Linked DNA regions of Danio rerio: region 1 is linked to region 2. Evidence: chromatin contacts called from public HiCAR-type data. All regions are on one chromosome and are shown on one strand. Each heading gives the region's core, a stretch centred on a gene start, on an enhancer-like site or on the middle of the called end of the contact. The rest is flanking DNA. Distances are from core to core; before and after follow the strand shown. Region 1 holds the start of sp8b (sp8 transcription factor b). Region 2 holds the start of si:dkey-233k19.3.

What was found. HiCAR-type assays count read pairs that join an accessible place to other places.
Region 1: a HiCAR-type map of caudal fin shows a contact between it and region 2, with 9 times the contacts expected there. The contact joins the promoter of sp8b here to the promoter of si:dkey-233k19.3 in region 2. A contact is called at or near these places in 4 of 18 Hi-C or Micro-C datasets (caudal fin and embryo) and 2 of 4 datasets of contacts at active chromatin or transcription factors (caudal fin and gastrula embryo).

Annotation. Positions count from the first base shown.
Region 1 is chr16:20,884,687-20,892,102 of GRCz12tu, reverse strand. It overlaps sp8b (sp8 transcription factor b), which reads right to left and starts at 5,691. Exons shown (of 2, transcript NM_205550.2): 1 at 5,346-5,691; 2 at 3,533-5,231. The coding sequence starts at 5,198. The coding sequence ends at 3,885. LOC141378076 (a long non-coding RNA gene) reads left to right here and starts at 4,639. Exons shown (of 2, transcript XR_012391692.1): 1 at 4,639-5,267. It overlaps abcb5 (ATP-binding cassette, sub-family B (MDR/TAP), member 5), which reads left to right. Exons shown (of 29, transcript XM_001922682.9): 29 at 670-1,789. The coding sequence ends at 870.
Region 2 is chr16:20,721,225-20,728,723 of GRCz12tu, reverse strand. It overlaps si:dkey-233k19.3, which reads left to right and starts at 5,743. Exons shown (of 82, transcript XM_009292264.5): 1 at 5,743-6,124; 2 at 6,251-6,394; 3 at 6,605-6,801; 4 at 7,341-7,499. The coding sequence starts at 5,909. It overlaps LOC141378077 (a long non-coding RNA gene), which reads right to left and starts at 3,687. Exons shown (of 3, transcript XR_012391694.1): 1 at 3,630-3,687.

The DNA of each region.
Region 1 (7,416 bases), core at 4,442-6,941, 160 kb before region 2:
ACCAGAACTGCAAACACAAATGTCTGAATTTTAACTTATAAAGTCAAGATTGTGAGGAAATAATTCAGAATAACAAAATTGCCTAAAATTTTCAAATGCAAGAAATTGCAAGATACCCGTGAGGTTCTTTTCCTTCTGATTTACAAAACTGCCAGATATTTGAAAAACAAACTCAGAAATGTAAAAAAAAAAAATAAATTATACATTTGAAATTGCAACAAATAAACTTGCACTCATAAAAAAATAATAATAATCAGTGGAATTAATTATGTGATTAATCTCATTATCCTGACTATTTTCTCTGAATTTAAAGTATACAAATACAGGATATAAACAGGATTGCACATATCTCAAGCGTAATTACTCTGAATTATTTTGTGTCTCGGTTTTATTTATTTTAACAAAGATAAAATTATCTCAGTTTATGTTTACATTTATATGTGGTTGTGCATCTTATTGATTAAGCTAATATGCACTGTAATTGTAAAAAAAACTGTAGATATAAGAAATTGAAGTAGACTTCTTGTTGTGAACACATGTAGAAAAGAAAGCTAAAGAAGAGTCATGAAATTTAATTATTCCATTACAAACTTCCCATCCATTATGTGTCTCCTTTTTTTTATGCATAAGTTTAATATTTTGTCCTCTTTTTTTTTTATTTTTATACAGATCGTGCAGGCGGCTTTAGATGAGGCTCGGCTTGGCCGTACATGTATCGTCATTGCCCACCGCTTGACCACCATTCAGAATGCAGACATTATTGTGGTGGTTCAGAACGGCAAGGTGGTGGAGCAGGGAACACATGCACAACTCATGGCCAAACAAGAGGCCTATTTTGCTCTGGTGAACGCACAAGTGTCTGCTCACTAACATGAACATTAAATACCATTTACATATTGCAAATGAAGGGCTAAGTAACTAAAACGTGGTGCAGTTACTATTTAAAATTACAGTGAAATTACAGGTACTAAAAGTTTTGAGTCTGTTGTAAGAAACTTTTGATAGTTTTGAAAAATTTAAATGTGTTTTGAAAACGTACTAATAGGATAAACCAGTGTGCGTGCGTGCGTGAGAGAGAGAGAAGAAAAAAGTTATTTGTTTTTATGTACAGTTTGTTACAGCTATGTGAATAAATATTGTTCTTATAAGGAAAGACTATTTATGCAGAGATTTATTTTTCTCTTATATCCAGCTTGGATATTAATAGGAGAAACTGCACAAATAAATGTAAATCTGGGATAAGCTATTGTTTGTTTGTGCACCTACTTTAATATGGCTCTGTGAAAAAGACACTATTCTTTTATGAAAAGATGCTGTATATGTAAAGATTTATTTTGTCATATGTATTGTAAATTTAATGTTATTTTATTGCCCATTAAAAAATGTACACTTGGAACACGTTTCCCCTCTATAGATCTTAAATAATTGCACCCTTCTACTTAATGTTTTACAGAATGTATGAGTTTGTACAGCAAGTATAAACCCGTTGAATGTGAATATTGCTTAAAGTGTTTTGTTTTCATGACCTCATCGCACGGGGGCGCAATGTGCGCGTGCTTTGAGCCTCCAACATGTTCGAACTTTTTTCTCTCTCCTGCACTGATTTTAACTTTCTTTCAGATTGTATGTGCTACATCAGCCGTATTATTCTTTTGTGATATATTGTTATATAATGTTCACTGTTAAAAGGCTTTTTCAATTTATATTAAAAATTATTGATTATTCTGTGATATCGTTTCTTCTCCAAAAACGTTTGCTTATGTTAAATAAAGTTAGTTTCAGTCCAAAACTCTTGGTGGATCAGTCAACCTTTTTTTTTTTTTTTACATTTTGGTTGTGTAATTTTGTTGGGACGGTTTACACTTTAACATATATTTTATATTATATATTTTAAAATTCTCTACAAAAGTTACACTTAAAAATTGCTGGATCATTTTAATCCAATTCTATGTGTACTATATGGACTAAACCAACTGCTGGGTTACTTTACATATTAAATGAATAAGACCAAGTTTAACCCAATGTTTGATTTAGTCCATATATTTTACCCAATTTGGGTTAAAATAATCAGCTAATTTCTTTAGTGTGTGCGCTCAGATGCGTTTCAGATTTTCTAAAGACAAACACGGAAAAAAAACAGCCTATCATTTAACGTAATTGTTTTAGTGAGAAATTAATGACGTACAATTTTTAGCATGGTCTAAAATTTAGGCAATTTGAACTCTTTATTAATTTTGAAAATTAAACATTTCGTAAAGCAAGTACAGAAATCTAAATTCAACATTATCGCACATAATTAATTTTTTAAATGACTGGATAATTTTACGTTACAGTTTTTTATTTATTTTTATTTTAACAAAGATTTGAAAAAAGACTGCAGACATTGTGTCTATATTTTTATTACTAAAAGAATGTGTAACTTAATCAATTAGACTAAAATAAGTTTTTTTTTTTTTTTCAAAATTTAGCAAATAATAAACTTTAATTTACCAAAGCTGCTTCAATTTGTGGCTTTGACAACAACTGCAGATTTTAACATGTTAACATTTTTATTTTGTTCTTCAAAAGGTAATGCAATGTCGTAACAGGTCCTGCACTACAGATCACATTTTATTTTAAAGAAGTAGGACGGCAAATCGTTCACTGTGACTGAATCCATGTTGACTTTATTGAGTGGCTTTACTTAGAAAGCCAATTTCTTAAATGAACGATGTGAAAATAACGCTCACCGTACATGTGCATGCTTACATAAATTAGAAAACGTGGTGAAACACTGAATTCTGAATTTAAAAAATCATACAAATCATTTCAAAGTGCGTCTTTAACAGACCTCCAAAAATCAAGTCCAACTCGTGGATAAATATGACGTATTTCTACACAAAAAACCCAACCAAAACAAAAAAATAAAATAAAATAAAAATAAAAAATAAACACCCCCGTACAGTTTTGGATATTTACTACAGTCAATATATGCAACTAAAATACTATTCAAAAAATTTGCGTCTTTAACAAATACATACCCAACTTTTACATCAGTGTGGAATAACCTTCTATTCTAATCTATTTTATGTTCAATATGTACATTCTTTTGCAGCAACAGGAAATAAGTACATGTCATACAAACTTAGAATTCGTAGTCTGTAGTTTTGACAAAGACCAATGTGCGATATAGATACTATTTTTCGAATATTAAAGAAATGAACGTGAAAATGACAAAAAAGGTATATTAAACACTACGGCAATGTATCCTTAAGGAATTGGATTTTAGCAGTGTTTGTGAATAAAGTGCCACAGTTTGGTTTTGAGAAAGAAAAAAGTTAGCAATGACAGGCCACTTCACCGATGGGTAAAATACAAATTTCTCTCTCTCTCATTCGGTTTCATAACAACAGTAAGTAGCCTAAATAAAATAAAATTGTTCGTCAAATACCCACCAGAATGCACATATCAGACTATGTGCATTTCAATATTTCCCTAATTTACCAAATTCGTGTCACAGAATCTGTGCAAACCAAAACAGTCTTACTTCAATGTAATTACATTTTAATTGTAAACTGAATCACTTTACAACATCCACGTGAAATGGCCACACGGTTCCTTCTCAGGTGACACTTTATAATAACTTTAACTGTTAACAAAAAAAATATAGGCCTAATTAACATTCATTAATGTACATTCAACTAGTTAAAAAGAAATGAAACTTTGGTTCATGTTGTTTCATGTAGGTTATTCATATTTGAATGTGCATTAATCGGAAACTTGCAAAACATTTTAGATTTTTTGTTAACTTGAAAGTTTTTAGAAAGTGTTTCCGAGCGAACAGTACATTTTCTGAGGCGTCAAATACGTTACTAGTCCATTCGAGCTTGGCATTTAGAGCGGGATTAATCGAGGGAGCTTGCACGGCCGTTCATTCCAGTGGTCGGGACAGACTCGGGGGCTTGCAACAGGTCAGGCGAATGGCATGAGGGGCTACCGGGCACACTGTGCTCGCTGTCGGTGTCACTCCCTCGTTTCCCTCCACTCGCCCCAGACCCCGACCCTGACGAGCCCCCAGCACTGTGCGTTTTGACATGTTTACTGAGGTGGTCACTCCGCATGAAGCGCTTGTTGCACACGGGACAAGCGAAGCGCTTCTCGCCAGTGTGCGTGCGTAAATGTCGCTGGAGCTCGTCGGAGCGCGTGAACCTCTTTCCACAGAATAACCAGTTACACACAAACGGCCTTTCCCCGGTGTGCCACCTCAAATGAGCCTTGAGGTGAGACGTTTTGCCGTACACTTTCCCACAGCCAGGGATGTGACAGCTGTGCAGCCCCTTTCTGCGGAGGCTTGCGCCGGCCGGACCCAGCCGCTCAGCTTCTTGACAGTTCGGACAGTCGCACGTCGCTCTGCCCGAGTAGCGCCGCGCGGAAGACCGCGGGGACCCCGCCAAAGAGGCCGTCGGACCCCCTGTCAACATGGAACCACCCGCTCCACCCAGAGGAGAAGGACTGGAGTCCGGGTAAGACGAGAGAACCGGTTTGAATCCGTCCATGAGGTGCTGCCCGGTGGTGAGGAGATGCGGGGACGCGCTGGTACTGAAGGCAGAGTGGCTTAAACTCGAGTAGTCTGAGTTGTATCCGCCCAGAGGAGAGTGTAAAGAAGTTTGCAGCCCACCGGAGTGTAGGGACGTCTGGAGCGCAGCTCCATTCGGGTTCTGCACATCAATCCAACCGGCTCCCACGTCCCACCACGCGGACGCGCCCGTGGTGCCCACATCCCCCGTGGGTATGCCAGGGTGTGAGGACTTGAACCACGACTCGTAGGGATGCGCCACGCTCATTCTCGGGTAAATGCTCTGCAAACTGTCCACGGATGTGTGCACTTTTGAAATAAACATGGGTTGGTGGCTTGGCTCTTGGGAGTTATTTGACACAGAAGTCTGGAAAACGGAGTAGTCGTTTCCGAAGTGGGAGTTGGACGAAGTACCAGAAGTTAAGGAAAAGGCACTTGATCCCGTAGAAGTGTTCGTGCCAAAAGAGTCGCTTAAACCACCACCATTCCGAGTGAAAGAGGATAAACTGGATCCTAAACTACAGCTGCTGGCTGTCGCTCGTTTCCACGGGTGGAATCCTTTTCCGAACGAAGATGAATTATCCGAAATCGAGGAAGGAGAAGGACTCGGGCTCCCGATTTTGTTACACGTCGCAGCCAACATGGCTAAAGGAGTCGACCCCAATCTCGGCTCCTCCTGAAACAACAACACCAACAAAAAAGCAGTTAGAAGGTAAGTTCAGACTTTGTTTCGGGGAACTGGGGGAATTAAAAGAACAGTTTTAACGGTTTACTCTTTTAACCAACACACCTGAAGAATGGTAGCGAAGAACAGTCAACTGAAACAGCCAATTGCACACGCAACACAAAAGCGAAAACGCAGCATAGAAATAGCAATATGTGTTATACATACAATGTCGTAGTTGAGAAATGCAACTCCTGCTCCTTTCTCTCGCTTAAAACATAATCAAGTGACTCTCTCCCCGGCTGACCAAAGAAATTTTAATCCCCACTGCAGGACAATAAAGGAAACTAATTAAACCAGCACGAAACTCCTTAGACTCACCCCTAGAAGTGAAGTTGCCATCACAAAAGTGCCCTCCTCAGAGGATCTTTTTATATTTATGAATCAGAGCACTGTTTTTTTAGAGGTGTGCAATACAATGATGCGGTCCGCCCATTCCAGCACAATTGTAGCTCCTCTCACGGCTTTGAAGTGCCGCTGTGACACGGGCGACCAATCAGGAGAAGCCGTACCTTCACGCGGCCACATTCTAGCGTGAGGTCATCGATAGAGCACTTCAGACAAGATCTCCACCCCTTCCAACACCCCCCTCATAATAAAACTCAACTTAAATAAGAAGGACTGCAAGTTTTAGGGAAAACTTTTCAATTCTTTTGTACAGGGGTTAATAAGGTTACTGGACCCCCTGATCCGTTATGGATTATTATTATTATTGTTGTTGTTGTTGTTGTTGTTATTATTATTATTATTATTATTATTATTATTGTTGTTATTATTATTATTATTATTATTAATAATAATAATAAATCATTGTATATAGTTTACTACAGAATGTGATGAAGCTAAAATAGCAATTTAAAGTCATATCACTTTTACAAGTTGTTGTCATTGTCTTTCAAGTTGTAGATTGTCGTCAACTAGTTTAGCACTTATGCTGCAGTCCTAAAATAATGGTCCTATGGGGTTTTCGCATATATGCCCAATAAATATTTTTGTTTCCTAAAATTACTCCTAAACAGTTCTTAAAATATCTATTTTTTTGCGTATAGTGAGAACACTTTTTAAACTTAAAACAACGTTTTGTGCCACACTTCATTTCCTGTAATAATGCAATAAAAGAACAATTTTGAAAACTGATTTTCTTTTTAGGGTAAAAGTGTGTTAATAATCTGAATAAAGTTTTTCCACTATAAAGAAACTTTTGTACATTTGAAATGTTTTATGGATTTCGGGCTTTTCATGGAACCATATGCCAAACAAATAAGCTTTATTTGAAAGAGTATGAAATGAACAGCTTGCCTTAAAAACCACTTCCGCTGGTCTTTAATTGTTTGACAATAATAATTATGCTTCATAAATTAAGACGTTTAATAAAACTATAACAAAAAACAAAAAGTTTACAATCTAAGCTACAAATCCAAAATGCGCATGTAGATTTTATATTTGCTTAAAATACATATGCAATATTCATTGAGGGAAGAAACCATATATATATATATATATATATATATATATATATATATATATATATATATATATATATATATATATATATATATATATATATATATGTATATATATATATATATATATATATATAATTTCGGCTTGACTCTATATAAACTTAGTTTAGAATTACTAACTTGCTCTTTTCCTCTTTCCACACACTCACTTTATTTTAGACAGGACTGGCATTGTCCGATAAATATTGTTGAAATTCAAGCAAATTAACTCAGTGAACCTATTAATTCAAGTTGGTCACTAAAAATCATTTCACCTAATGCGTGTAAACGTATTTACAAGGTGGAACATGGCTTTTGTGTTCTGCAAACTCTCAACAGCAATACAGTGGATGGCTATTGATATCACGACGATGAATGCAGAAATGCTCTCAGGATAATGATGTAGCCCTGGCTACTCTATTTACATGCGTCGTGGACTGGAGGCATAAATTTCATTTGAATTTCAAATTTAATAAAGCGGGAGGTTTTTAATCATGAGAAGTTTTATTTGTTTGATATTAACATTCTTATTGACCGGCTCCGTTGACCAACTTGGTCATTATAGGACAGCAAAAAGTTAATTAAAACGACCGAAGATTATTCATCAAATCATCTGCCTCCGCCGTGTCGCCTCC
Region 2 (7,499 bases), core at 4,494-6,993:
CGTAAATCACGAGCTGTGAGAGGAATATCTCATCGGCTGCCAGCCCTGGGCCGCCTGTGCTGGGATTAAGGAATCAAAAGGCCACATATAGACTAATGCCACACAGGCCCCTGAGAAATCGGAGACAAAACGGTTCAATGCCACAGACCCTGCACCCCGCACTCAGTCATCCTGCAGGGGGTCTAGGGCATCTACATACATGCATTACAGAAATGTTAAAAGATGCAAAAAGGATAAATATTGTAGCGGCAACTTAATTTTATCATAACAATGAAATCTAAATAGATTAAATATAAATTACATTTACAGTTGAAGGCAAAAATATTAGCATCCTCTGAATTTTGTATTGTTTTTAAAATATTTCCCAAGTAATATTTAATGGAACAAGGGCATTTTCACAGTACTTTCTATATTTTTTTCTTCTGCATAAAGTCTTCTTTCTATTGCTGAAATAAAAGCAGTTTTTAGATTTTTCCTAAATGTTACCCCTCTTCTAAAATATTTATTTTTTGATTGTCTATAAACAAACTACTGTCATCCAATAACTTTTCTAATTAATATGGCTTATTTAAGTATTTAAATTACAATTTAAGCTGTGTTCCTAGTGTCTTGCAAAATAACTAGTTAAATACTATGTACTGTCATCATGGCAAAGAGACTTGTAGATAACTCCCACTCATTTTGTATGATCAGAAATCTCAGACAAAAAACACCACAGACCCTGCACCCCACACTCAGTAATCCCGCAAGGGGTCTATAGTAAATCTACATATATATGGATTGTAGAAATTATAAGAGATGTAAAAAGATAAATAAATCTAAAAAATGTTAAATAAATATTGAAGCAGCAAATTTATTTCATCATAACAATGAAATATATTAAATATAAAGCATATATACAGTTGAGGCAAAATGATTAGTATCCTATGAATTTTGTATTGTTTTTAAAACATTTATTTCTTCTGTAGAAAGTATTAGTTAGGCTGGAACAAAAGCAGTTTTTATATCTTTTTTAAAACAATTTTAAGGTCAATGTTAGCCCTCATAAGAAAAAAAAATATTAACAATCAAAACAATATATATATAACAGAACAAACTACTGTCATCCAATAACTTGCCTAATGCCTAATAAGCATAGCTTAGTTTAACATAGCAAGTTAAATATTATGTACTGTCATCATGTCAAAGAGACTTATAGAAAACTCCAAATTGTTTTTGTATAATCACTTATTGTACAATGTTTTTCTCATTTTACTTATACTTATTTGTTTTACATTTTACTAACAATTTTTATTATTATTAAATTTTTTTGAACAAATGACAATTATATTTAAGAAAAACCCTTGTTTCCTTTGTTTTCCTTTCAGTGTTTTAATACACAGTACATGTTTCTTCATCTAATAATCATCCATCACAATGAGTAAAGCCAAGGATTAATATCCTTATGTGCAGCAGAGACTGCTAAGTTTTACAAAATAGAAAGAGGCTGTTAGAAAATAGCTAAAAGCTTGAAAATTCGCATTTCCACAATCAGTGCAGTAATTAAGAGGTTTCAATCAAAACAAGATGATATTAATCAGTTTTTTTTTTTTCAGTCTTGAGGAAAAAGTTTGGTCAAACAAACTAACTAACTAACTAACTAACTAACTAACTAACTAACTAACTAACTAACTAACTAACTAAATAAACAACCCATCATATTTAGAGAAGAGGCCAGCCTTTCAATTGGACAGTTTTTTTTTTAAATATATATATATATATATATATATATATATATAGATAGATAGATAGATAGATAGATAGATAGATAGATAGATAGATAGATAGATAGATAGATAGATAGATAGATAGATAGATAGATAGATAGATAGATAGATAGATAGATAGATAGATAGATAGATAGATAGATAGATAGATAGATAGATAGATAGATAGATAGATAGATAGATAGATAGATAGATAGATAGATGTGGGAGACAAGCATAAGAGGATAAAATGCCCTTTATGCACACATACACAGCCAACATGTTTAATCTTCATTTCCTGAAGATTAAGAAGATTAAGAAATGACCTAAAAGAAAAGATTTAGCAACACCAAAACGTTAGTTGTGGGTGCAACCACAAATATTCCAGAGAAGAGAATACTTATGAACCTTTTTATAAATCTAAATGATCCTTTTCTACTCTACAGAACATTTTTTTAAATAAAATGTTTTACATGTACAGTGCTCAGCATAATTGAGAGCCTATTTGAAAAATGAACATTTTTATCCTTTTCTCAGTGAATAAAGGCAATGTATTTTGGTGCATTTAAACAAAACAGATTTAATAAACAAATATATTTATTAAAATACATTTTTAGTCACCAAACATATTCATAAATTGAAAGAAAATACAAATAAATTTAAGCTAAATATTGCAAAAAAAAATCAAATGAAAAATTACAACCAAAAAAACTTCAACATTTATTTATTTATTATTATTATTATTTTTTTTTTTTTTTTGGTTCTCTTGATTTTTTTCTCTTTTTTAAAATTGTATTAAAACATTCCCTAAAACATAAATTTGGGTGTACTATAGTTTTTGGACCGTTATCATAAGTTTTGTTAAATAAGCTCCAGATTTGGCTTACTTGCTAATCCAATGTATATGCATAGACATAATATTGTATAGCTGTCTATTAAAAATATGAATTCAAAAGATAGATTTTTGAGGGGTGTACTTATATATGAGGAGCACTGTATAAGTAAAGGACAAAATGCTATTTTCATATTTAGTTTTTATAGGGCCTGTTTGCTGAGATAATTGGCATCATTGATTCTATCAAACCTCAAATATTACTGCTAGAAAGCTAATAGTGGGCTTATATTGTGGGATCTTCCATTAGCACAAAATTCAAATCAACACACAAAAATATGAGCACAAATGAGAAGCAAATCATCATGGAGATCTTGAGACTGCAAGGAAAAATGTTTTGACCATACATTGTGTGGAATGTTTTAGTTGTTATTTGTTTAGTTTATTTATTTATTTATTTGTTTTATTTTTTTAAATAAATTAAAGCAAAAGAATGTATAAGAGCTGTTGGAAAAGGATAACTGCAATTTATATATTTTAAATAAACGAATAGCAATAACAAATTTTAACTGTTTTATTTCGATTAAATTTTATATAGGCCTACATAGATACTTGGTTTAGTCATTTTGTCATTACAATGTTAAAAACAATTCTTGCTTAAAGAAAGAATAAATTGAAAGACAGGACAAGCCATATGTGACAATGCAGTCGGTATATGAAGACTGGTAACCTGGTTTAATCTTTTTTAAGGTCATTCGGGTAGAACCAGTCGTTTGGGAGGTTGATTAAAAAGGATAAAGCTCGACACATGGGGCTAATGCTTTTCCAGTGGGAATGCTTACATGTCCCAACGCCAATATTTGCCTATGGAGTGAATGATGACATTATGGTTCATGTTCGCTTGTGCTAATAATATGTATGGAAACTTTATGGAATTCTTTTCCAGCCTCAAGGGAATGTTCCAGAAATGATCATTCATACAGTACACTGAACAGCAGGAAGAAATACGTTGCAACTCGCCGTCCAAATAGATAAAAAAAGGCGTTTATTACCTTCTAAGTGGAGCACTTCAGTCTGTCATATCTCAAGTGACGAACACTTAAAACAAGGAAAGCACGAGATAAGCGGCAGGTTGTTGAATGGTTACTTCCTCTCGACCCCTGGGAGGACGGACGGATCCATCAACAGATGCCCTCGGGTGGAGGATAACAAATTTGTTCTTTTATGAAGCTTGCATAACACCGCAGGGGCGCTCATAGGAAGGCCGCATGAGGCCGGATATCGCATTCTGCTCAGTTCAAACGACATTCCCATGGTTTCCAGGAGTGTAAACGCCAGGAGCGAGTGACTTCCATTGGAAATATGAGACGTGCTTCGGCACGAACTATCGGCGCACTTGTTACATGCGAATCTTATAGCTCTCTAGTTCAACGCATGTGGAATGTTACGATATGAGTGGGCGAAAATGATTATGCAAATTAGCTATGTTAATTACTTAGTTGCTTAGTATTTCAAAAAACGTCAAACCCAATAAGATAACTTAGCCTATTTGATGTAGATTTATGTAATAGCATATATAAACAAATGTGTTTAAATGTGTCTTTTTTAAAAGGCAACTAAATGGTTAACCTTTAATGGGCATCTTATATTTAGAAAGAAACTACCAAACATTTTCCAAAATGAGAATGAATTTGTAAGGGCCCTCCTGTGCTCATAAAGCAGTGTGATCAGGCACAGCACGTCTCTCTTGTCGGCGCTTATTAGTGTGTTTCAATGGCAGAGGCCCCTAGAGGGCATTATTGGTGCACTCACGTGAAAGTCAGCCGAGATTCTTAAGAATTCATTTTAACACCTCAGTTACATTGCTTGTAAACATGCAGTCTTCATTTGTGCCACAGTGGAAGTATGTAGGCTACTAGTCGAAAAGGTAGCTATCATTGTTCCTAAATCTTAGTTGCTAAGTTTTGATGATCTAATGTATGAATATATTTTATGAATAGCCTACTATTTGAATTTAGTAAAAGTTTAATTATACAACATAGTTTAGATTATTTATTTATTTATTTATTTATTTATTTATTTATTTATTTATTTATTTATTTATTTATTTATTTATTTATGTCTATTATTATTACATGCCTATTAACTTCTTGTTGCTTTTCTATTTTTATGTTTTTCAAGCAATAATATATGGATCAAATGAGAAACATTATATGAATATTAAAAATTCTATTAAAACATTAAAGATAGACATAGTTTTGCAACTTTGGTAATTTGAGTATAATTAAAAACAACAATTAAACAAATATTGTTAGAATTATAAGTACATATTATTAGTGCACACCCTCTTTTTCCTTTCCTCTCTTTCCTGTATATATACAGCTTCAAAATAATTTCCTGTGAATTTGGGATTGTTTTCGTTTTTGGAAGAGATCAATTAACATTTATTAGTGGATTTGTGACTTGTTTCTCATTCAAACTTATCATATAGTTTATTAGGCTATAAAAATATGTTCGAAAATTAATCACCATTAATGAAGTGAGCTGACATATACGCCTTGCAACTCTCAGTCTCTTTTGATCCATCTTGTTTGCTTTTTTTTTGTTTGTGAAAATAATCAAGATTATTGCTGTTTTTCTCTCTCCGACCTATAGATTAAAAGTGAGATAAAAAAGAAAATCTAGCCTATGTTTAATGATAATAAAAATCTTTCTAAAAGATCTGTAGCCTAATTAGATAAACAATTGTTGTTCTCTTTCTTTCTCTTCTTTCTTTTTTTTCTTTCTTTCTTTCTTTCTTTCTTTCTTTCTTTCTTTCTTTCTTTCTTTCTTTCTTTCTTTCTTTCTTTCTTTGTTTGTTTATTGTCTGGGTAAATAATCAAGCTGTAACCAAATTAATAACGATTTTGTGTTGTCAACTGATTCTTAAAGGTGCAACGGGGAACAATTAAAATAATAATTAGTCTTTGTAATTAGCCTATTTATAGTTTGTAAATAAAGTTTACTATTTGTTTCATAATAGGCTAAAACGTTTGTAAAATTGTTTTAATTACAGTTGACTAGTAGGCTAGGACAAAAAATTGTGTCGGAATGATTGAAGTGCGACCTGGTTGGGGTGCTAGTTTCATGTTGGATGGTAACCAAAGCAACAGGACGCTGTTCCACCCCTTTTTGCACTTTCACTGAATGAAATCTCTTCAGCGCGCGTAAAGATATGATACTGTATGTAAACACGTGACACTCTCCGCGTTCCACATGATTCAGAAAGCACACGTCAAATTTTTGTTTTAAGTTTCGGATTGTTTGCATCAGTTCCACAAGGACAACAAACATGTCAGAAGAGGAGGAAACGGCGTTTTCTGAAGACCCCAGAGTGCAGTATTTAGGCGAGACACTTTGCCGGATGCTCAACCTCAAAGCTGATACGTGGGTAAAATTTGTCAACGCAGAGAAAAATAAAACACTTTTTACAGCGTTTTTTGAAACGCATATTAGAGTGTTGTTTTTCAGCGTGACGGCGTCTAAGGCTCTTGATGTTTCTACAGAGGTAAGTAAACAAAAATACAGGCCTTGTGTTGACATTCTTGTCTGATGTTAATAAAGTTCTATAACTTATAAATACATTTAATGTATATATTTTAAAAATTTCTCATGCCTTTTGTGTGCACATTAGGTCTGCCATCTGTCTAAAGACAAGAAAGTTTATGTTTTGAAAAAAGGAAATGGCCCCATCCATCCAGAAAACTGTGGGAGTTTTTTACTCTTCGGGGTGCTGTCAACCTCTTTTCTGCCACAGCTGTCAGACACCATGGAGAAGGTAATGAACAGTTGCAGACCCCATCAGGTCCACCACTGTTTGATCTGCTGTCAACAAGAAGTAAATAAATACATTGTGAAATGGAATATTAGCAGGCACGCCCACAATCAAAAGCTGCATGTTTGACATGATCACAAGTATATAGTTTGAAAGTAGAATTTTCAGTTAAACATAAAAAGTTTGTAAAATGTGTCAATATTTTTTAACAAGGTGTGTCTGCCGCTTCTGTCGAACAAGAAGAATCACCAAATGTGGCCAAATGTCGTATCACAGGATGTGAAGCAGCACATAGAGAATTTGCAAAGCAGGGTGACTGTGGTGAAAGGACAATATTATGGCAAAACCATTCTTCCTGTTCCTGCCATCAGAGAATGGATTGAGCAGTGTCAAGAGGCAACAGTCATGCTGTATGAGTCTTTCTTTTATTTACTTTTTAAATACATTACTCTTAGACTATAGATTAAATTAACTATAACGATTTAAGAGGCAAATTAATTTTCAAATATTTTCCAAGTTGTTTAATGGTGAGTAGGTTTTACGTCAACATATTTTTAAATATAATAGTTTTAATAACATATTTATTTTAACAAAATATTTTATTAGTTATTTTTAAAGATAATAGTATTCAACTTAAAGTACAATTTAAAGGCTTAACAATGTTAATTAACTTAACTAAGCAAGTTGGCTTAATTTGGCATGTCATTGGACAGCAGTGGTTTGCTCTGTAGGTAAAAAAATATATATATATTCTTAAGGGTGCAAATAATATTGAAAATTATCAATTTTTACAGTTTTTAAATGTATGTCTGTCTGTCTATTATAAAAAAAAAAATAACTGAAATATTTATATGTTGTACTGTAATCATTTTAATCCTCATTTTCATAATAAAAGCATCAAGTACATTTTATTTTGACCAAAGCATCAAATTTCTCATTTGAATACAAGGCATGACAGTCGCAACAGGGCCATGATACATGCAGCCGAGTCCATGGTCATCAGCTGGACACACATGATCCATAAAGTCTTAAGAGAAGATTCTACTGAACTGATTGTAAAAGGATTGAATCCCGGACCAAAAACTGAACTTGACTTCTGGAGGTCCAG